Regions from separate parts of the Mus musculus genome. Here regions 2, 3, 4 and 5 are each linked to region 1. A link is a contact called in public promoter capture Hi-C data. All regions are on one chromosome and are shown on one strand. Each heading gives the region's core, a stretch centred on a gene start, on an enhancer-like site or on the middle of the called end of the contact. The rest is flanking DNA. Distances are from core to core; before and after follow the strand shown. Region 1 holds the start of Dffa (DNA fragmentation factor, alpha subunit). Region 2 holds the start of Vamp3 (vesicle-associated membrane protein 3). Region 3 holds the start of Park7 (Parkinson disease (autosomal recessive, early onset) 7). Region 4 holds the start of Errfi1 (ERBB receptor feedback inhibitor 1). Region 5 holds the start of Eno1 (enolase 1, alpha non-neuron).

The links. Promoter capture Hi-C pulls out the DNA fragments that hold promoters and counts their contacts.
Region 2: a promoter capture Hi-C map of pre-B cells shows a contact between it and region 1, with 2.4 times the contacts expected there. The contact joins the promoter of Vamp3 here to the promoter of Dffa in region 1. A contact is called at or near these places in 2 of 39 promoter capture datasets (liver and pre-B cells), 1 of 484 Hi-C or Micro-C datasets (CD4 T cells) and 1 of 115 datasets of contacts at active chromatin or transcription factors (microglia).
Region 3: a promoter capture Hi-C map of pre-B cells shows a contact between it and region 1, with 7 times the contacts expected there. The contact joins the promoter of Park7 here to the promoter of Dffa in region 1. A contact is called at or near these places in 1 of 39 promoter capture datasets (pre-B cells) and 1 of 484 Hi-C or Micro-C datasets (CD4 T cells).
Region 4: a contact with region 1 is called in a promoter capture Hi-C map of liver, with 2.5 times the contacts expected there. The contact joins the promoter of Errfi1 here to the promoter of Dffa in region 1. A contact is called at or near these places in 2 of 39 promoter capture datasets (liver and pre-B cells).
Region 5: a contact with region 1 is called in a promoter capture Hi-C map of pre-B cells, with 2.7 times the contacts expected there. The contact joins the promoter of Eno1 here to the promoter of Dffa in region 1. A contact is called at or near these places in 1 of 39 promoter capture datasets (pre-B cells) and 1 of 9 other capture datasets (pancreatic islet).

The regions. Positions count from the first base shown.
Region 1 is chr4:149,102,081-149,106,363 of GRCm38.p6, reverse strand. Dffa (DNA fragmentation factor, alpha subunit) reads right to left here and starts at 2,222. Exons shown (of 6, transcript NM_001025296.2): 1 at 1,978-2,222; 2 at 51-212. The coding sequence starts at 2,113.
Region 2 is chr4:151,056,173-151,060,455 of GRCm38.p6, reverse strand. It overlaps Vamp3 (vesicle-associated membrane protein 3), which reads left to right and starts at 2,503. Exons shown (of 5, transcript NM_009498.4): 1 at 2,503-2,582; 2 at 4,213-4,283. The coding sequence starts at 2,581. Gm38529 reads right to left here. Exons shown (of 2, transcript XM_017320565.2): 2 at 1,400-4,283. The coding sequence starts at 3,015. The coding sequence ends at 2,446. It overlaps Camta1 (calmodulin binding transcription activator 1), which reads left to right. Exons shown (of 24, transcript NM_001081557.3): 24 at 1-933.
Region 3 is chr4:150,907,664-150,911,946 of GRCm38.p6, reverse strand. It overlaps Park7 (Parkinson disease (autosomal recessive, early onset) 7), which reads left to right and starts at 2,026. Exons shown (of 7, transcript NM_020569.3): 1 at 2,026-2,164; 2 at 3,524-3,629. The coding sequence starts at 3,540.
Region 4 is chr4:150,853,196-150,857,478 of GRCm38.p6, reverse strand. It overlaps Errfi1 (ERBB receptor feedback inhibitor 1), which reads right to left and starts at 2,409. Exons shown (of 4, transcript NM_133753.2): 1 at 2,208-2,409. It overlaps 1700045H11Rik (RIKEN cDNA 1700045H11 gene), which reads left to right and starts at 2,530. Exons shown (of 4, transcript NR_040649.1): 1 at 2,530-2,653.
Region 5 is chr4:150,234,644-150,238,926 of GRCm38.p6, reverse strand. Eno1 (enolase 1, alpha non-neuron) reads right to left here and starts at 1,730. Exons shown (of 12, transcript NM_023119.2): 1 at 1,587-1,730.

The sequences.
Region 1 (4,283 bases), core at 973-3,472:
TAGGCCATCGAGCTGGCACGGCTCTTGGCTACACAGCCTGCATTTCTTACCGGAATCATTATAAATCCACTTCTCATTGCAGGCCAACGCCACAAACTTCGTATTGGAAGGAAGGCAGAGGAAGTAGTCATCGTCATCCACTATGGTCCCGTCCTCAGCCAGGACCAGGGTGATCGGCGTCAGGGACTTATCAATGGCCAGGAGTTCACAGGCTGAGAAGAAGAAAATAGTTGCCAGGTGACAAACATCCATAAGGAAATGGTATCTGTCTTAGAACTCTCTGGTATGCCCCACGTATGTGACATTCATCACACGCCTGGTCCCATTCTTACTGCGTTTCCGGTAAAAAACTGATGCTACAAAGGAGTTACTATTATTATTCCCAATTTATAGACAATGAACCCAAGCTCTGAGAGATTAAGGAATTTACTCAAAATCCTACTGTAAGTAGCATAGTTAAGACTAAACTTTTTTTTTTTTTTTTAGATTTCTTTATGTATATCAGTACACTGACTTAGCTGTCTTCAGACACACCAGAAGAGGGCATCAGATCTCATTACAGATGGTTGTGAGTCACCATGTGGTTGCTGGGAATTGAACTCAGGACCTCTGGAAGAGCAGTGAGTGCTCTTAACCACTGAGCCATCTCTCCAGCCCTAAACTTTTTGTTTGTTTAGATTTTATATTCATGAGTGGTTTCTTTTTTCTGAAGGTATGTGTGTAGATTACATACATGTGTTGTGCCCACCCACATGCATGGAGCCCAGAAGCGGGTGTTGGATGCCCTGGAACTGGAGTACTAGAAGGTTGTGAGCCACCATGTGGGTACTAAGAACTGAGCCCAGATCCTCTGCAAGAGCAGAAAGCACTCTCAGCAGCTGAGCCATCTTTCCAGCATCCTCACATAGGAGGCATTTGAGTCTACATAAATAAGCATCCAACCAGAGGCTGGTCTGATTACAGTGGACGCGTAATGCTGTCCCTTGCTCATTTATTCGGTGGTAATCTTGAATTCTACACATCAAATGTCAGAAAACAAAAAGTAGGTGGTTTATTCTCTCTGTGGCTATCTTCTTTTGCAGTTCTTCTAGACTGAAGGAAACTACAGTATTGGCAGAAGCTTTACTCAGTGTCATTTCATTTATATTATTGCCAGGCAAGAGGCTTTCCATAAGGCTGTCATCACCCAAAATAGAACTGCCAGTCAGTCTGCTATAGGCTCTGCTGCAGAGAACAGAAGTCTCTGGGGCCAAGGACACCCAGCCAATGCAACTGAAGTGGCACTAAGCTGAACTAACCTTGTGCTGGGGTGAAATGCAAGCCTTGGTGTGACAGAACCCCTGTCACCAGATCAAACCCTGCTCCTGGGTCTCAGTAGCTAGCTCTCCGGAAGCGATGCACACCCTGGCACAGGTGAATCCGTGCCCGGAGCTAGCTGACATGAAAGACCTGCAGAACTTCTTTGAGTATCTCATTTGTTGCTACGGGCTAATAACGCTTGTAAGTAACCATTGAACAGACCATCTCACTTGAGAGTCCCAAGAATCCTTTGAAGCAAAGTTGAAAATACACCCACTACACGGCTGAGGAAACTAAGGGTCCAGAGATGGTTAAATGCAAAGTATAGTCAGGATCAGAACATGGCTCACGTTCCTTACTTGGACTCTAAGGGCAGGCACTGACAGCTCCCTTTTAATGGAATAGGTACTGAGTGCGGACTCCCATTCCCATCCCGTCGGGGAGCCCCAGTACCGCCTCTGTGAGCCAGAGTGGACAGAATACGCTGGACTCGGTTTGGTCCAAAATCAGGTCAATGAACCTGGACCTGCACAGTTTCCCGTCCCCTTCACGGCTCCTCTCAGTGTAGGTAAGTAAAAACGCCAGGAATCTGTCAATCACTGGACCCACGTGGGTCCCTGCAGTCCCTAGGCTCTGGGGTCACCTTCCCGACCCCGCCCGGTCCCCTCAGCAGCCAACCTTTGCTCCTCAGCTCCTCGAGACTGGAGGCTGCCACGCCGTGCTGATCGCGGCTGTGGTTGCGGCGTAGCAGACACGGTTTGAGAGGCCGGACATCGTCCGGGTCTGGGGCGCTGGCTCCCCGCGACAGCTCCATCCTCAAAGTGGGGACCTGGCGACTCTGGGAAATCCCAGGTAGCCCAGAGCCCCTTCCCTAAGCTTTGACAACCTTCCTCCCGCTGCCTGACGGGAGATGTAGTTCTCTCAGCAAGTTACGCGAGACCAAGGCACGCCGGGAGATGTAGTTCTAGTGGCGGCTAATCACGGGCGTTCCAGGGCACGACGGGAATTGTAGTTTCTGGGTTCAAAGCCAGGGGCGGGGGGGATTCAGTTTAGGGAAGTGGTCCAGATTGGAGATTTCTTTTTTTTCTGTTGTTTTCTTTCCCCTACCCTGTTACCTTCCCCTCCTTTTCTTCTCTAAAAGACTGTATGATGGAAAACCCGGGGTCTCATGTATGGTAAGCATAGTTCTACACTACATTGCCAGCCATATATTCATGTTTTTTTTTTTTCCTTTTTAAAGATTTATTTATACATAAGTACACTGTAGCTGTCCTCAGACACACCAGAAGAAGGCATCAGATCTCATTACGGATGGTTGTGAGCCATCATGTGATTGCTGGGATTTGAACTCAGGACCTTTGGAAGAGCAGTCAGTGCTCTTAACTGCTGGGCCATCTCTCCAGATGCATATTCATGTTTTAAGAGTTGCCATTGAACTGGGTGTTGTGGCTCAGGCCTTTAATCCTCAGGAGGCAGAAGGATCTTTATGAGTTCCAGGGCAGCCTGGTCTACATAGTGAGTTTCTACACAGCCAGAGCTACATAAAAGAGAAAATTGTGTGTGTGTGTGTTTGTGTGTTTTTCAGGACTGGTTTTGTGACTTTTGAAGTTTAAAGGATATGATTTACAAGCAAGTTGAAATATTAAGTAAACATTTTACATTAAGTTAAATAGCTGACAAGATAGCTTAGTGGGTAAAGGTGCTTGCTGCCAGTCCTTACACCCTGAGTTTGATCCCAGAGCCCAGCATGGTAGGAAAACAGATTTCCAAAAGTTGTTCTCTGATCACACAACCTGACATTTGTATGCATGCATGTATGCTCATGTGAACACATACCCCCCCCACACACACAAATGGTTGCTATGAAATTATTATTAAGTTTTTAAAAGGAGCTGGTTTACTTATGTTTCTTAAAATTTTATTTTTGTAACCCAGCATGCTGGTGAATACCTTTAATCCTAGCTCTTGGGAGGCAGAGGCAGTTGTATCTCATTGAGTTCAAGGCCAAGGAGAACAAGCCAAAGTTACACAAAGAAATTCCGTCTCTGGCTGGTGAGATGGCTCAGTGGGTAAGAGCACCAGACTGTTCTTCCGAAGGTCCAGAGTTCAAATCCCAGCAACCACATGGTGGCTCACAACCATCCGTAGCGAGATCTGACTCCCTCTTCTGGAGTGTCTGAAGACAGCTACAGTGTACTTACATATAATAATAAATAAATAAATCTTAAAAAAAAAAGAAATTCTGTCTCAAAAACCAAAATTAATTAATTTTTTGTTTTGTTTTGTTTTTCAAGACAAGGTTTCTCTGTTTAGCCCTTGCTGTCCTGGAACTTACTCTGTAGGCCAGGCTGGCCTGGAACTCAGAAATCTTCCTGCATCCCAAGTGCTGGGATTAAAGGCATGAGCCACCACTGCAGGATATTTTGAAGGAAGTCAGTTTTCAACATAGAACATTAATTTTCAGTCTTGCCAAAAATGCAATGTCCCATCAGAGAAAAACTTTAAAATATTTATTTTATTTTTTGTATTAAATTGTATTAAATTTATTTATTTATTGTATAAATGTTTTGTTTGCATATATCTCTGTGCACTACATACACATTTGCCCGGTACCTGCTGCTGAGATCAAAAGAAGACATGCCCTGGCCCTGGGGTCCTGGAAAGTTGTGAGCCACTATGTGGGTGGTGGGGACCAGACCCAGGCTTTTCTGCAAGAGCAGTGAGTGCTCTTAACTGATGAGCCGTCTACCAGCCAGCTCTCCTGAACTACGCAAAAAGGTTGCTAAATAGCAATAACAGGAGGGCATTGCTGTAGACCAGGGAGTTGTTTTAGACACCAACAAATTGAGCTAAAAATAAAAATACAGACTGGGGGTAGCTAAATGCCAGAACACAAGCCAGCCTGAACAAGACTTTAAGTTTGATTCCTAGGACTGTGGGCAAAAGACATTCATGTGAAGATTTCACATGACTGAAATAAAAAT
Region 2 (4,283 bases), core at 1,254-3,753, 2.0 Mb before region 1:
GCAATCCTCGACCCCCCTACCCCCGCCCCCACCACACCTATTATTTTACACAATTTGACCTGTCTGAGGACACTGAGTAATTTACATAAACAATTGTATTCATAACAGGGAATAGAATGTAAAGCCAGCTCTTTTCAGAATATCCTATCTCAATCATGGATCTGGATACATTTACTCCATTGCTTATGGTTCAGATGACCAATCATTTGACCAGAGCAATGACCTCAGTGGATTTGCTTCAACCCTCACATTTATTTTTTAGTGTTTCACATGCCACATTAGCTGAATATGTTAGAAAACTCTGGAAGATAAAGACTTACATAGAATTAGGAAGTTCTTATGGAGGAGATAGAAGTAGGGTCAAAACCTACCAGTACAACTGTGAATTCTAGGTGAGGTCGAAGCATACTTCCACTGACACAAAGCATTTATGACCACCTTTTTTGATTGTAACTCTTAATTTTGAATATAAGGTGATAGGCGCAGCTTTCTTGGATAATCTGAATTCCCAAGTGCCAGGAGTAGGATTTCATGATAAAATTAATAGCTAATCTTATTCTGTCTCCTGAAGATTTAATTGCTATCCTTGTTACCCATTCAAAATCAGCTGTACTGTGTGAATGAAATAAAGACATTAAGATGAACCCCTTTCTGGCTGCACGGTCGCTTATGGCAGTTCCACACAGTAGTTGGCGCCCAACGGGGGGTCCCTGAGACTTGCATGTAAAACTAGTCTAGATGTCTCCTTTTTTGTAAGTTTTATTTTTGTAATTGTGCATGTAAAGCATCATTGAGTCAATGGATCTGTTGAAGAACTCAGCTGCTGGAAACCATGCAAAATGTTTTGAATTGCCCTTAAAAATATGGAAAATGTTTTCTGAATGCTTTATATTCTTTCTGCTGTAAATTAAAAATGAAGAAAATTTCCCCATATTATCTGTGTTTTGCTTTAACCTGATCTGAAATCCAAGGTGTTGACAGTGAGGTCATAGTTAGAACTGGAAGTATTATTTTACTTTCCACATGCAGTGTTCTCCCACCCAGCCTTTCACTTAGAGCCACTTTCCCAAAGCACTTCCTTTCTACCTACCTTGCCTGGTTCCTTAACACATCGATTTATTTTAAATGCAGTTACTTGGAAGATAAGGATCTCAATTTTAAATTAACCTTTCTCATGTAGCTCAGAGTACCCATGAATTCCCAACGCTTAAGCTTAAGGGTGACATTGAACCTCTTAACCTTTTACCTAAAAGCTTTCGTTGCGATTATGGGTGTGCTAACAGCCTGGGTCTACGTGGTTCTGGGGATCAAACCCAGGGCTGCATATTAGACAAGCACTCTGCCAACTAAGTACACTCTTTAGCTCTACTAGGTAGTTGGCTGGGTTGTGTGTGTGTGGTTTTTGTGTGTGTTTTTTTTTTTTTTAAGACCCTTTCCAGCTTACCTCACAAGGCCTCCCTGCTAGGTATTCTTCGTCACTGTTCCAGTCCTCTTGGCTGTAGAGTTCTGTTATCTCTCTGGTAGGACTTCACTTCTGATCTACCTCAGAACTAGTGCCAGTTTCACACTCTGAACCTCCCACCAGGAGCCCACTGCATTTTCTGTTCACTGTTTAAGCCCGGCCCCACACTCTCCATTTCCTCCTATCCAGAATGGTTTTTATAACTACTACTCAACCTAGTACCCACTGGTGTGGCGCTCTTTAATTGCAACACACACCTTTGGGAGTTACCATGCTGAAGTGGAAAAATACCTTAGTGTATTTCATTGAGTGAATCCACCAACGGAGTTTATTTAGTCTGTTTTAGACCTTGTTGGGATTCTTTTCCACATAACTACTCACCCCCGTTGAACAAAAATTGAGTGTCGTCTCCGCAAGGGCCAGGGAATTACAGAAATGAAGAACCTTACAGTTCTCTAAGCCAAGGCTCCCTTTAGGGATTTAATATCCGTGCAATGGCAAATATTTGTCATGTGAGAACCTGAGAGGAGACTTCTCCCAAATCCTGTGGCCAAGACTCCACATGGACTTCCTACTGCCTCTTTCTCAGAAAAGAACTTTGTCTCCTCAGGACCACTAGATTATTCTGGAACGTTAGGCACGTCCGCTGTTTCTAACATGAGAGACAAGGTATGCGGGCTCACAGTAATGTAAAACGTACCCATTCTCACTCTAAACTGCCTTTCCAGGGCTAGAGACAGGGCAGCAGAGACACTGCAGGGAGCTGCTGTGATTCCTTGGCGGCGAAGAGCCCAGCCCAAAGGCGCAGGCGCCGCGCTCTAGCCCCGCCCACTTGTCCACCGAGAACGCCCGCCCACTCGTCAGCGCCGGCGCTACTTCAGCGCAAGCTCTGGCCCCTCCCACTCCGCTCTGCTCCGAGGTGACAGCCCGCGCTGCGCCCGGCTCGATTCCTATCCCGCCCATTTCCGGCGCGCCCCTGGCGACTAAGAGCGCGTCGCGGGTTCCGGTCCGGCCACCGCTCGTGACGTCACCACGGCCCCGCCCATCTCCTCAGCCTCGGTTGCCTGCAGCGCGAGTCCGTCGACCCTCGGCCATTCGCCGCCGCCACCGCCGCCAAAATGTGAGTGACGCGCTGCGCTGAGAGGCGAGGCGGGCTCCGGGGATGGTGGCCCACTCCTGCGACCCGCTTCAGGCGCGGTGGCCGCTGCTTGACACTCGGACTCGAGTGGAGGCCTCGCAGGCCTACGCGCGGAGTCCCGGGGCCTGAGGTGGGCAGCGGCCCCGCGGTGCACCCTGTCCCCGGACGCTGCGGGACGAGTCGTGGCGCCGCGACGTCCCCGAGTGCCCCGCGGACGGCGGGCAGACGCGGAAGGACGGGGGTGGGGACACCGCCTGACCGAGGAAGCGGCCGCCACACCCCGCGGCTCCTTCCTCGCGAGGGGCGGGAGCGAGCGTGAACGCTCACTCTGTGCGCGGGGTGCGCCCGGCAGGAGCGGGAGACCTGAGGTGGCCGGGAGCCCGTCGTAGGCCAGCGTTTGGCGCTCCCGACGCATCTGGGCAATGGGTTTCTCTTCCGTTTTAAGCCAGCACACTCTGGTTTTAAAATTGGTTTCTAATTGCAACCTTCAGCCAGAATTGTTGTCACCACTTAAGATGTACCTGGTCAGACTGCTGAGCAAATGGCAGTGTCCGGTCCACACTCAAGAGGATTAAATTGGTTCAGTTCAGCCAGCCGCATGTTCAGCCTAAGTTTTAATAAGATGGGAAGGATCGTAGTATCCTCTTTAGTGATATTAGACTTTAAAGAGAGAAAAAATAAATAACATGGATAGTGCTTCCAGAGCACGGTCCTTACCTGTTTAATTTTCGGACCCTGAGTTATGTGAGACAGCCATCAGTGATGTGTCCTTGGTGGTAGACACAGTGCAAACTTTAAAAAGTGCTGTGAGTCAACCCTAGAGTGACAGTTGTGTAGGAAGGCAAAAATTGGAAGCTGTTTTAGATACAAGAGTTTAATGGAGGCAATAAGGACTTAAAAACCAGAGTACTTGTGAAAAGTGGGGATGAGTGAAAATCCAGACTCACTGAACCTATGAGAGATGAATGACTTTCCAACAGAGACAGTTGCTTCAGCCTCCTTCCCGTTCATACAGACCCCCTCCATGCACTTTGAACCTATTTCTTCATATTGTCTGTTCTGTGATTGTTCCTAATTATCAGCCACAACAAAAAGATCAGGAGTCTACTTTAAACATCTGTGTGTCTTAAAGCAAGTTTAAAAAAAAAAAAAACCCACACTTTATTGACATAGAACAGATCTTGTTAAATATTTGTTTCAGACTTTTATCACTATCAAGTGATACAGTCTTAAGAATTATTGAGGGGTTATAAAAACATATTAGTGCCTTTATTTTTTACCTTGGGACTTTTAAGAAATAACTGCAGTGTAAGGAGTTAAGACTGCGTCCCACCATAACAGTTTATACACACAAACAGGCCATGGTATACTTGAGAGCAAAGGACACTTGAGAGCAGAGAACAACCTCACATGTCAGTCCTGGCTTTCCACCTTATTGGAGACACTATCTCTTGTTCAGTGCTGCATGTATCAGGTGAGCTGGCCCTCAGGCTTCCAAGACTCTCATGTGTCCACCTCCCATGTCATGGTTGGAGCATTGGGATTATATATTAGCTTATCAAGTGCACTGGGAATTACAGTGTACTCATACTTGTGACTTTATACCTTTCAGGTCTACAGGTGTGCCTTCGGGGTCAAGTGCTGCCACTGGCAGTAATCGAAGACTCCAGCAGACACAAAATC
Region 3 (4,283 bases), core at 777-3,276, 1.8 Mb before region 1:
CATTCGGATTACTGAGTTCGAGGCCAACCTGGTCTCCAGAGTGAGTTCCAGGACAGCCAGGGCTATACAGAGAAACACCCTGTCTTGGGGGGGGAAAAAAAAAAGCAAACAAAAAAAAAAGAAAACCCCCAGAGAGTCAAGCTATTCATCTTGAAGCTACCCGGAGTAAGAAAATAGAAAAGTTAAGATGGCACTGAGGTCAGCACATGGCTGCAGGGGTCAGCACATGGTAGCAGGCAGCTACACGATGCGGAGAGGAGCTTTAGAAAAGAGTGAGGAAGCCAGCGTCAGAAAGAGAAACAGAAGAAAAAGGAACAGTTCTGCCTTTCCATTCCAGAGACTCCAGAAAGGAGATGCACACCTTCTCAAGGTGAAGCTGCCTTCATGGAGTGTCCTAGTGGGGTCCTGGACTGCACCACTGAATTAAGCCCTAAGGGAAGAGACAAGGGCCTGTGTTCCCCTGGAGGCAGGTTTCACTCCTTACTTAAGTACTTGGGGTTGCAGGCATGAGCCACCAAGCCCAACACCCTCTGTGGATCTTGAAGCTCACATCTGACAAGCTGTCCTGGTCTTCTTTCTGTCACTCCAGCTTTCCGTACCTTCAAAGCTGAAGGGGCTGGCTCTGTCTTTTCCCTTTGCACATAGTGAAGAACCAGTCCATTCCACAACTCCTAAAGCAGTTGCCCAAGTTTTATTGTATATATACATGACTTAGCAATTTTTAAGAATTAAACTACTCCTACTGTAAGAATTTCCAGTTTGAAGCTGGGCGTGGTGGCACACGCCTTTAATCCCAGCATTCGGGAGGCAGAGGCAGGCGGATTTCTGAGTTCGAGGCCAGCCTGGTCTACAAAGTGAGTTCCAGGACAGCCAGGGCTACACAGAGAAACCCTGTCTCGAAAAACCAAAAAAAAAAAAAAAAAAAAAAAAAGAATTTCCAGTTTATAAGATTTCCAATATGAACCTATGATGGAGGTCAGCCAATGTATGTGAGGTATTCAATCTCCATATAGGAAGGAAAGCAAGTTTATATCCTGTCGGGGGTTTGTATAAAAAGTACTGAGACTTGCCAAACGAGCTGGCTTTCTCTGAGGTGGGTACAGATAGGACCAGGTGAGGGTGGGTCTCCCTCCTGTAAGCTGAAAGATAACTATTAAAAACTCAGGAGAGAGCCGGTGGGAGGGCTCGACAGGTAAGGGTGCTTGCCACACACCGGAGGATTTGAGTTCCATCCGAGACCTTGTAGTAAAGAAAGAACACACTAAGGCGAGTGGTCTTCTGTGAGTTTCCACGTGCACCCTTTGGCACAGGTTGAGATGCACACACAGTAACTGTCAACCCAGAAGTGTAAAAAGCTGAAATAAAATGAGATAATTAAATAATTTATCTTATCGTAGATGATAGCATTGCTCCAACCCGAGGGTGCAGTAGGACATTTTATTATTTGTGTGCATATGAGTGCAGTGCCCGTGGAGGTCAGAAGATGGCATTAGATCCTCAGGATCCGGAGTTAGGCAGTGGTGAGTCTCCCCAAATGGATGCTGGGAACCGAACCTGGGTCCTTTGCAAAACCAGCAAGAGCTCTTAAAGCTTGACACCGTCCTGTGACCCAGGGGACAGGGTGACCAGGCCTAGCTGGGAGGGACAGGCCTGGGATGACGTGGAACGAAGACTAGCAGGCCAGGGGCAAATAGAGGGGATGTCACAGTAAGGGGCAAGAAAGGCAAACGGTCCACAAAAACCGTAATGTAAGACGGCTTCCAAAAATGACTGAACTTCAGCCTGTGAATTCGCATGTGCTAGGATTACAAGTGTGGGGTTCAGGCTGTAGCCCAGCCAGGCCTCAAACTCGGAACCACTATCAACTTAAACGTCGAAGAGGCAGAGAGGGGCAATTGCGCAGGCGCCCGCAGGGTGGGCGGTACCGTTGTCTGGGGGCGAGATGGTACAAGCGCTGCGCAGCCGCAGTAGCCTCTATTCGCTCCTCCCCCCACCCCCACCCCGGGGCCTGGGCTCAGCCGGACATGACGCAGGCCGAGGCGGAAGCGAGGGGTTGTGCGCAGCCTCAGTGCGGGTGGCGCGCATGCGTGCTGGGTACACGTCGGGTGCGAGGTTCCTGCGGACTAGCGGTGGCTTCGCGTGGGTGGAGGAGGCGCGGCTGCAGGTCAGCGCCCTGGGGCTAGAGGCCGGGCTGTGATCCGCCCGCTGCCCCGGAGGGTCCCGGCTGGGCGGGCTGGGGGCAGCGGCCGCAGTGCATGCCGGGCCAGGCTCTGCACAGCATCCTCCGGGTTGGAGCGAGCGCAGTTACTGGAAGGCTTGACCAAAGTTGTGATGCGTGGGGAGCGTGCAGGGAAAGCACGCGGAAAGTGCCTCCGAGTGGCGGCTAGCTGTTCCCGGCCGCAGCAGGGCTGACCTCCTAAAGAGATAGTCCATCTTTATTAATCATTAGCAGTGTGGTCAGAGATTTAGCACCTTTGGACTCCCCCAACCCGGTCCTGACATTTTAGCAGTTTATTGGAACATCAACAACAAGAACAAAACCTTCGAAATTTACAAGTTGGTTTTTTACCAGTGAAATTGTGGATTTGGGGTTTTTTGTTTTGCTTTGCTTTTTTGTTTTGGTTTGGGTTTTTTGAGACAGGGTTTCTCTGTAACCCTGGCTATCATGGAACTCACGCTGTAGACCAGGCTGGCCTCGAACTCACAGATAGATACTCCTGTCTCTGTCTCTTCCTCCCAAGCGCTGAGACTAAAGGTGTGCGCTCGACTCGCTCCCCCTCCCCTCCCCTTCTCTCTTTCTCTTATTTCTCTTATTCTTTTCCTTCCCTCCCTCCCTCCTTCAGAGTATTTTAAGAAAACCAGCCTCTCCACAGTGTGACTGATATGCAGGGCCCGTTATGTGACCTGTCTTCGTTAGAGATTGGTCCTAAGAAAGCACAGTAAGGGAAAATGCAAAGAATACTAGCACACATTGGCAATCCCACATTTATTATTTTTTTTAAAGGATTTAGATTTTGGTTGGTTGGTGTTTGTTTGTTTGTTTGTTTGTTTTTCGAGACAGGATTTCTCTGTATAGCCCTGGCTGTCCTGGAACTCACTTTGTAGACCAGGCTGGCCTCGAACTCAGAACTCCACCTGCCTCTGCCTCCCGAGTGCTGGGATTAAAGGCATGCAAGGATTTAATTTTGATGTATCAGCATTCTGCTTGCATATATGTATGTGCAGAGGCCAGAAGAGGGCGCTGTATCCCCTGGACCTGGAGATGCAGACAATTGGGAGCAGCCCTGTGGGTGCTGGGAACTAAACCTTGATCCAGTGCTCTTAGCCACAGACTACCCACCCCAGCCACCCTGTTTTCATCCCGGGATTAGAGTGCTGAAACTCTGCCATGTGAACCAGTTTTAATCTAAGCTGCTTGCTTCCATGGATCCCAACCTGTCACACAGAAGTTATTTACTCTGCGTGAACAGATGGTTGTTACAGAGGCAACATTTTGAACACTTTTTTTTCCTGTTTTTTTAAGTCTTTAAGAAATAGAAATGGCTTCCAAAAGAGCTCTGGTCATCCTGGCCAAAGGAGCAGAGGAGATGGAGACAGTGATTCCTGTGGATGTCATGCGGCGAGCCGGGGTGAGTTCCCCTCATGGGCTAGCTCTCCCTGTTTTAAAAACGAGGGGACTCCAAGTCACTTTTATTTGTTTAATGTTGTGTGTGAGCTGCATCCCGTGGTGCAGATGTGGCGGTCAGGGGCTGTGCGCTGTCTTCCGTGTTAGCCTGGGCTCCCCACTCTGTGTTTATGTGACACGGTGAGCATGGGATGCACTCAGGTTTGCCAGGCTCACCCTGAGCATTTCCTCACTCAGACCTGGCAGCAGCATGGTCAGCTCTCTGCCTCTTTTCACAAACCCCAGGCAGAGACGCTCAGCAGCGCTGATTTCCAGTTAGAGCAGGGCTCAGACCCGGTTTCTTCATTTCACATCGCTGCACAGTTGGGACAGCATAGGAAAGCCACCACCCCTCCCCTCCAGTGACAACCTTATGACACTGGAGTAAATACTTCGAGGCGTTCATTCATCTTTTGTGTATATATGAATGTTTGCCCACATGTTTGTCTGTGCACCACATGAGAGCCTGATCCCCTGGAACTAGAGTTAGAGGTGGTTGTGAGCCGCCATGTCGGTGCTGGGAACCAAACCCCGGGGTGATCTTAACCACTGGCCATCTCTGCAGCCTCTTTAATAAATATTCTCTTGTGGGGTTTATTTGTGCAAACGTGAGGATGGT
Region 4 (4,283 bases), core at 1,160-3,659, 1.8 Mb before region 1:
ATTTTACAGTACAAAGGAATTGACTAAAATATCAATGAAGACTCCTAATCTTGTCTTTTGAAGTTTGAATCCCACACTTTTTTTTCTTAACACCCATCCTGTTAAGCTAGTAATTTATAGTTTAGACCCTGAAGTTCACCAGTTTTATCCACATCAAGTTTAAACTGTGGGAATGATGCCAGAATACCACAGGTGGATGGTTTTTATCTAGTTACTGTTCATTAGCTTTCCCATGTCCTGGCCAAATGTCTGCAAAGGATGCTATCTACGTGCATCTGGATGGTGAGGCACCAGTTCATATTTATGGAGATTAGGAGCAGAGCTGCTTCTCTGGTAGAGGGAGCCAGGGACATTCAAATTCCTAGAATTACCCTGGGCACCACCTTTCCCTCCTCTGCTTGCCTTTCCAAAGCAACCTGATGTAGGTATGCTGACAATCAGGTCAGTTGCAAGCTGGTGTGGTGCACCTGTAATTTAGGGAACTTGCTTTTAAAAGCTACTATTAGTATGAGCTGAAAGGCAGTATTCATCTAGTACAGCTTTGGAGAAGTGGCAATAAAGACTCAGTTTCATAAAACATAAAACACCTAGAGACTACGACATAATTAAGTCATACAAAAGGCTCACCAGTATCTACTATGAACCCAAAGTAGGAAATCCAACTCATTAAAAAACAATAATTCTACCTCTCAAAAATATGAGAAATCCAGACATTTCATAGCAGCTATTAACAAGGAACAACAGATTTTCTTTCCAAACCTTATCAGTTCTTGGACCAATCCTGTTAAGCCTTAAAATGTAAACCATGCTTTCCTGCATGTATTTAATCAACATGAACTATATTCAAGGCTGTGTAAAATAAGAGCTGTTCAGGGCATTTTCCAGCCCTTAAGGAGTTTACCATCTGATTTATTTGCCAAGATACAGATTTACAGTTTGAGATTTTTACCACTGATCAGCAAATGTCCACCAGTGCACAGGAGAGGGAGTGAAGGCCATGACAGAGTGCCCAGCCTTTTTAAACATCTTCATGTATTTCCTCTCAAACCTGATAATATCCGCCAGAGTTGACAGGTTAGTACGAAACCAGCTTATTCCTTACAAAATTTGCTCTTTTACTGATAAAGGTATTTAGATTATCTTTGGTCTCTATTTTGGTAAAATCTCTCTTAAAATCTCCATGTTTCAAGAAAAAAAAAAATTTAAAGGCAAGAGCCACCACAGTGAACTCAAAAATGTCCCAGTCTTAATAGATGCATATTCACTATACCTGTATAGACTTAAGGAAGTGTAAAACTGTAGAACTTTTCTTTTTTCTTTTTTTTTCCAGGATGAAAAAAAAAAAAAAGGCAATTTATACCTCACCTTTCTTCACCCCTGACAGTTGCCTGGAAACCAGTCCTGCCCTACCTGTGCTACAGGTGTACCTCCCGTCACATCTCTTTTAAAGCTACAGTCTCTATTCTTACTACACTTAAGTTTATGACTAACAATCTATTCACATTTTTATCAGGTAGGAGACTGGTTTCTTTCAAGCAATGATGAAATCCTAATAAAGACTGAGGAAGCACCCATCCAGCACCACCAATCACGATTAATTTGAACAAAGATAGGATATACGTATAAAAACAGGATACTGCCAAGGAGCCTTGGCGTTTGAACAGTTCTGTCTGCATTTTCACTCCTTTAATATATAAGTCATTTAAGGCAAAGAATCATGTTTCTGGAGAGGAAAAGGCCACGGAACAACTCGGATGAATTAAAACAAATATTTTTTTTTAAAGGGGAATGACCTTCGTCGCCGAGTCTCACCGAGACTCAAGACTGGTACCAACCAGGGACTAGCAATCTCCGAGCCCACCCGCGACAGCTTCTCGCAGAAGCTTTCCGGGCCGGACCGACGGGTGCGCGGGGTGAGAGGGAAGATGGAGGGGGCCGCAGCAGTTCCACCGCATCCCTGGGCCGCAGCTGCACCGGGAAGACCGTGGAGCCGCCGCTCCGGAGCCCCAGGCTGTGGAGACGTGTCGTGTGCGCGCCGGTGCATGGCCCCGGCGAGAAGCCGAGGGCGCCCGCGGCCCGCCGCTCCTCACGCACCCCGGCCCATCCCGGGAAGCGGAGTGCCGGAGGCTCCGGCTCCAGCCCACCGCCCGTCCGCCCGCCCTCCGCGCCCCGGCCCCACGTCTCCCGACGCCCGCCAGGCCCCTTACCCCAAGGGAGCGGGACCCCGCGGCGCCCTCCCGCGCATGTCCGTCCCGGCTGGCTCAGCGCCGCGGGCTTAGGGGCCCGAGCATCGCGCAGGCGCCTCGCCGCTCTCTTGCCCTCGCTCTTTCTCTCTGCTCGCTCGCAGGCTATGCTCGCGCTCGCTCGCTCGCACAGCTCACGCTCCGCGCCTCGCACTCGGCCGCCGACGCCGGCGCAGCCGACGCCCGTATTTATACGGTGAGCGACAACGTGACGTCAACGCCCGCAGCCCCGCCTCCTTCACGCAGCCAATCCGGGCGGGCGGACGCTTAAAGGGGCGATGCCGCTACCGAAGAGTTTGCGTGGGGCCCGCCGGGCGGCGCTAGCAGCCTCGTCTCCTGAGGGGACGTTTCTATTTGGGCCGCCTCTGTGCGAGCTGCCTAGCCTAAGGACACCGAGTTTTCCTTAGAAGGTTGTGAGCGGCCCTGTTTCCATCCCCGGGGAGGGAAGTGACGCTGAGATGCACTTGGATCCAAGAAACTCAGGGAGCGGGAGAAAATGGGGATTGGAGAGGAGAGGGGCACCCCGAGGTGTATATATGTGTGTGTGTGTGTATGTATGTATGTATGTATGTATGTATGTATGTATGTATGTATGTATGTATGTATATCGAGGGATGGTCGAGGGATGGCGAGGAGAGTGATGAAGAACGGAGGGGGACGGTGAGGAACAACGAGGGACTGCTGTGATGATGCGAGAGAGATGAAGGGCGCTACAACCAGGGATGGATGACCATGAAGAAAGTGGTCTCTGGGAAAGAGGGCAGCGGACTGAGGGGCAGTAAGGGACAAAATGCGTCTGAAGACAGGAAGGGGCAGGGAGTGTCTGGCTAAGGACAATAAGGGATGGAGGGGCAGTGAGGAGCAGTGTGAGGCACTGCGGGACTTATAGAGAACCTCACTAATTGATCTAGGTAGTTAAGGGACGGTGTGGGAAAGGAAGGGACAGAATGGAAAGGTGAGGGGCAGCGCAGAAAGGTGAAGGACAAAGGGGACTGGGCAGTGGGCCATGCTGTGTGGGCAGGATCAGGGAGGCCTCACTCCAGGCTCCTCTGTACTTGGCTTGGCCTCCAGCAAGGCTAGGCTGATCCCGGGCACCTCCCCCAAACCTGCCCCCAGCCCTCTTGGCTTACCTGTCAAAGTGCTGTTCTCCATGTCTTTTGGCCCCAGGGTGGCCGCTGATGCCCAAGGACAAAACGCCATCAAGTCTACAGGGAGGAGGGTTCGTGGGGCAGAAATCCGGTGATGCAACTTAGGTTTATAGTTTAACCGTAAAATAAATAATACAATGATAAACCAGAGTAGTTCAAGAAAAAAGGCAAACAGACAGAAGCCCTCCAGTTTGGACTAGTACAAATTCCTCTTAATGGCACTCCACAGAGTAGAGAGCGCAGACCTATGGCTGACCTCTGTGGTCCGCACACAGAGCCCTTCCTGCACTGCAGCAAGAATGCCTGATAGTTATAGGCTTAGCACCACCTAATTGAGCCAGTTTAACATATGGAATGAGGTGCTGGCCTCATTATCTGGTTAACTATTAACTTTGTGCCCCACGAACCAAGTTGCTTCTTCCAGTATTGACTTGATTTTTTTTTTTAATTGAACTCAAAGGCCTTAACTTTAAACTCAAGGCCTGATGCACTGGATTTTTAAAAAGAAAAGAAAACTCTAAAGTCTTGCTTTGCCCACTCTCAGCGGCAGGCTACCAGGATGTTAGAAGGTTCCTCCCCTCTTTCTGATGGTCCCTACTGGCCTGTAGGGGCTGCTGGGTTGCTTCCACACCCACGCTCCTAGCAATTCAATTCTCCCATCTTTTCTTATGGCCATTCTCTTAGTAGTATTTTAATCTTATGGAAATTGGTCATTGCCACATTGTCTATTTATTATTTACTATTTATTAACATTTATTATTTACTTGTTTAAGTTTTGGTGGGTTTTAAGACAGTTTTACTCTGTAGCCCAAGCGGGCCTACAACTCACTCTACACAGCTCAGGTTAACCTCAAGCTTGGTCATCCTTTGGGCTCCAGTGTATTGAGATTTA
Region 5 (4,283 bases), core at 481-2,980, 1.1 Mb before region 1:
GCCTGTGGTCAATGATCCTGCCATTCTTGGCCTGGTGGCCATGCTGGCTAGCACGTGGGAGGTCCTGGGTTCAATCTCCGCCATATTTAGGCAAGAGCTAGGACTTCTGGTTAGTACATTTCAAAAGGGCACCTTGTCTCGCTTTTAAAAGGTATTCAAAGTAGATGTTTAATTAGAAAAACATCCTGAGAGGAAGAGGATATTTGGCAACAAACTGCAAGTCCCTTTCTTACTTCTTCCCCAGCAGGCTTTCCAAGAAAGAAACCAAATAGATTCTGTAGCTAAACTGGATGAGACATGAAGACAATACAGCATTCAGAGGCTATTATTATCTAACTAGGTTCCTCACATCTTTTGTGGCAAGCACTGAAGCAAAGGCAGCTTTTTTTTCCACAGAAGTTACTTCTGTGGTTTTGTCTTCTCTAAGACAAAGGATCTTTGTACACTCACCAAGAATAAAGTATCTACTTTTTACCTACCATGTTACAAAACCTTACTATTCCTCAACCATACTCTTTTGTCTTCTCTCTTACTCGCCCGATTCTATGAATGCCAGACTGACCAGAACTCAGTGATCCTCCAGCCTCAGCATCCCTAGCGCTACACTTTCATGTGTGCATCTCCATGGCTGGTTCCTTTATGGGGGCGGAGGAGCACCCACGTGCCACACTTTGCTCTGCAAAGACCTTACAACTTGTAGGAGTTGATCCCTCCCTCCACCCTTTTTATCTAGCTTGGATCTTTAGGCTAGGCAGCAAACGTATTTAACCAAAGGAAGAAAATCTCACCCACTCTGTCTTTATCTGGATTGAACGCCAGACCAAGGGCAGAAAAGTGGACCTATCGGTCAGGCTAATCAGCAGACTAGCTGTGGTCTATCCCGAAAGCGAGTCAGCCAAGGAACCACACTGCCTAGGCCAGAACGAACAGGAAGTTTTCTTAAATGCATCTTAAGTCAGTTCACGGCCGGCTAGTAGCCACCCAGGAAACCTGTAGCTCTTGCCTAATTGCGTCGAGGTCTCCTGAGGGCTTCCCAATTATCCAACGGGACTGCTGCAATTTCCTCTACTCTTAGTACCTAACCGACACTCACAGGTCAGGAATATTCCACAGCAGAGATGGGCTGGACCACTCCCGCCCAGTGACGCTCGATTGCGGTCCAGGAGCTACAGCCCCAGCAGGATCTACTAGGGTGTGGCGCTCTGCCTCTTGGGCATCCTTATTTCTGGCCCTTCCATTCTGAGAAAGGATTTAATGAGCATCGGGGGTTTAAGTTGCTCTCCCTCCCTCTGAAACCTTCCACTTAACTACACAGAAAGTACTTTTCTATTCTCCACGGCCGCGATCATCCGTGGTCTGCATTTGCTGTTGTCTGCTTGGGAACCCGGTTACATTGCAACCCTGAAACTCGGTGATCACTGGTGGGGCTCACACCTCCACCCTCCAAGAGCCTGCGTCCTTCCACGAGGCTGACCCGAGTGCTCCCCGGATAGCGGCTCCCGCCCAGGCTAGTGGGTGCACGTGCCCACCGGGTCCCCAAGCGAAGCTAGTAGGAGAGCTGACCCCGGTGGAGACAAGGACCATACCTGGCAGTAGGATCGCTGCAAAGCAAGGAAAGAGGGTGCCGTGGACACCGAGGAGAGCCTTAAGGACAGACGCGAGCGCGACCCTGTACCGGAGCAGCACTAAGCGCCTCCCACTCTGTCTTCCTTTCCTGCTCGTTAAGCCCCGCCCAGTTCTCCCCTTTCGGGCCCGCCCTCCCTCCGCGCCGCCTCCCCATTGGCTCAGCGTGCCATCACTCCAATAGAAGAGCGTGACCGAGGCGGCCGCTCGGCCTGCCCAGACTAGGGGCGAGGGCACGGGGGCGGGGGTTGTCCTGCCTTTCTGGGCCTAGCCTGCTTGGGGCATAGCTGGAATGCCTGGCGAGCCTCCGGCTGGGAACCTGGGGCCCGGCCGAGGGTCTACGGAGCCCGGATGCGGGGCGGGGCGGGGCTGGGCTGCGCGGCGGGCATGAGGGCTTGAGCCCGCCGCACGTACTCCGAGTCTCACACGCACTCGGCGTGGCTGCGGCGCCACACGTCCGGCCCACGACCTTGCTGATGACCTTCGCGGCTCGGCCCTCCAGCCGGCCAACCCCCCACCGGGAGGTTCTGGAGCCCCCGGCGGTGTGGAAACGTTGATGCGCGGCCAGAGGGCCTCACTCCCGCGTGGAATTGGGTGGGGGTGGGGGGGATGAGGGGGAAATGCATGGATACTGCGCCTGCGCACTGAGCGCCCTCGCCGCTGGTCCTGGCTCTCTGGTGCCATCTGCCAAGGTGACCCCGTCCTTTTGTCCTTGCTGTAGTGAGTCTCAGGCCGAGGTAGCCAAGGGAAAGTGACCTTTCCCTTAATATTACCTAATCATTTGTTACTGTGTGGAGGGTACCGAATCCTACTGTCCAGCTCACGCTAATAAGGCAGTACCTTTGTGCTACACCCACCCAGCCACTCCACCCTACTTTAGAACTTTCCTTACTTCTCTGGTGTACTAGCTCAGTGTGGATTTATTCTTCATCCATGTTAATGTTCCTTTGTTTAAAGATCTAATACTTCTTTCCCCTGCTTGTGGCCTCGATGTTCTTGACCTACCAGTTCTTGAGACTCATACTCAAGTCGTCCCGACGCATTTCTCAAAAGTCTAGACTAGTAATATTCCACAATGATGTGACAAACGTCCGGAAGCGCAGGGTGGAGCCATTTCACCCTTCTGATGAAGAAAATAAAGCTGGTGTTTAACCACAGCTGTGGGTAGGCAGAGGCAGGCGGATTTCTGAGTTCAAGGCCTGCCTGGTCTACATAGTGAATTCTAATTCAGATGGGGCATAGTGATGAGACCTTGTCAAAAAAAAAAAAAAAAGAAAGAGAAAGAAAGAAAGAAAGAAAGAAAGAAAGAAAGAAAAGAAAAGAAAAGAGAAAAAGAAAGAAATGAAGAAAAGAGAAAAAATAAAAGTGATGATAGCTAGCCAGTCAGTGCTAATGTGAGCCTTTAATCTACAGAGCTAGTTCCTGAACAGATAAGTTACAAGGAGAAACCCTGTCCAAAAAAAACCAAACAAACAAACCCAAAACCAAACAATATTTTAAAATAAGACAGACAAACAAAACCCTATCTTGGAACCCACGAGATGGCTCAGGGGCAAAGGCACCTGCAGTCAGTCACACCTGATCAAGCTGTCCTCTGACCTCCATCCCCAACCACAATGTGTAATACTAATCAAAAGAAAAAAAGTAGCCATCAAATCGAGACAAACTTGAGCTGCCTAGGGACCCGATCTCATCTCAAACACTACAGAAATCGGCTTTCAACTCCTGCCGTGCACACACTTCACTATAGAACTGAAGGGAACACATCACTTTCTGTTGTATTTTCTCCCACGTTTCTCTTGGGTTGTGAGTCTGGGAGTTAACGTCCTATGTTTCTATCTTTTCTCTGTTGTCTTTCATAAAGAGACTGCATTGTGTTCTTAACTGGTTATTATATCTTCTAGTCAGCTAGAGGAAGCTGCTTAACCCTTAGCATTTTGCTCCAGGCAGCTCCTAACCAAGGTTTCCAAGGCACTGGGGAAAACGAAGGGTTATTGTGTCCAAGGTGTTAGTACAGGAAACAGTTTCCATTGCTAAAGAAGATCTTTGGGATCAAATTAAACAAAGAAACATCAAGGAGATTGTAAAATGAGACTTCCCCAGCAATACACGAACCTGTGTTGGCTGCATAAACCAATTATCTCTAGTCCCATGACTCAGCAACTAAACCAAAAGCCCTCTCCCAAGTTTTATAAGAACCTCGAGAAATCATACACTCTGAACTCTTCTTTTCTGTGTGCATCTAAGACCGTGGCACTGAGAGGGCTCTGGACAACCTCCTCATTTTACACTAAAACAGCCGGGGAGATAAAGATAGAATTAAACAGCTGTCTGCTAGACCCAGTGAATCAGGCAAGAATCTACAGTGGAACATTCTCTCAGGCAGCTGCTGTTGCCAGCTTTCTGGAGGTATCCACACAGTGTCCCGAGCCAGCATTTCAACCTCAAACTGTGGCTCTAACAGGAATCTTTTTCCACAAGCCTTGCCCTGCCACACGCACTCTGTCTCCATGGTTCTGTTTCAGGCCCTGCTCACAGTCATCTGCAGTCAGCACAGGGCCATTTACCTCATTACAGGCATTCAGTTGTCATTTCTCACTGGCAGTAGCTAGTTGGGCAGTTGTATGGCAGTGGCAGATCAAAGGCACGGGGAGAGGAAA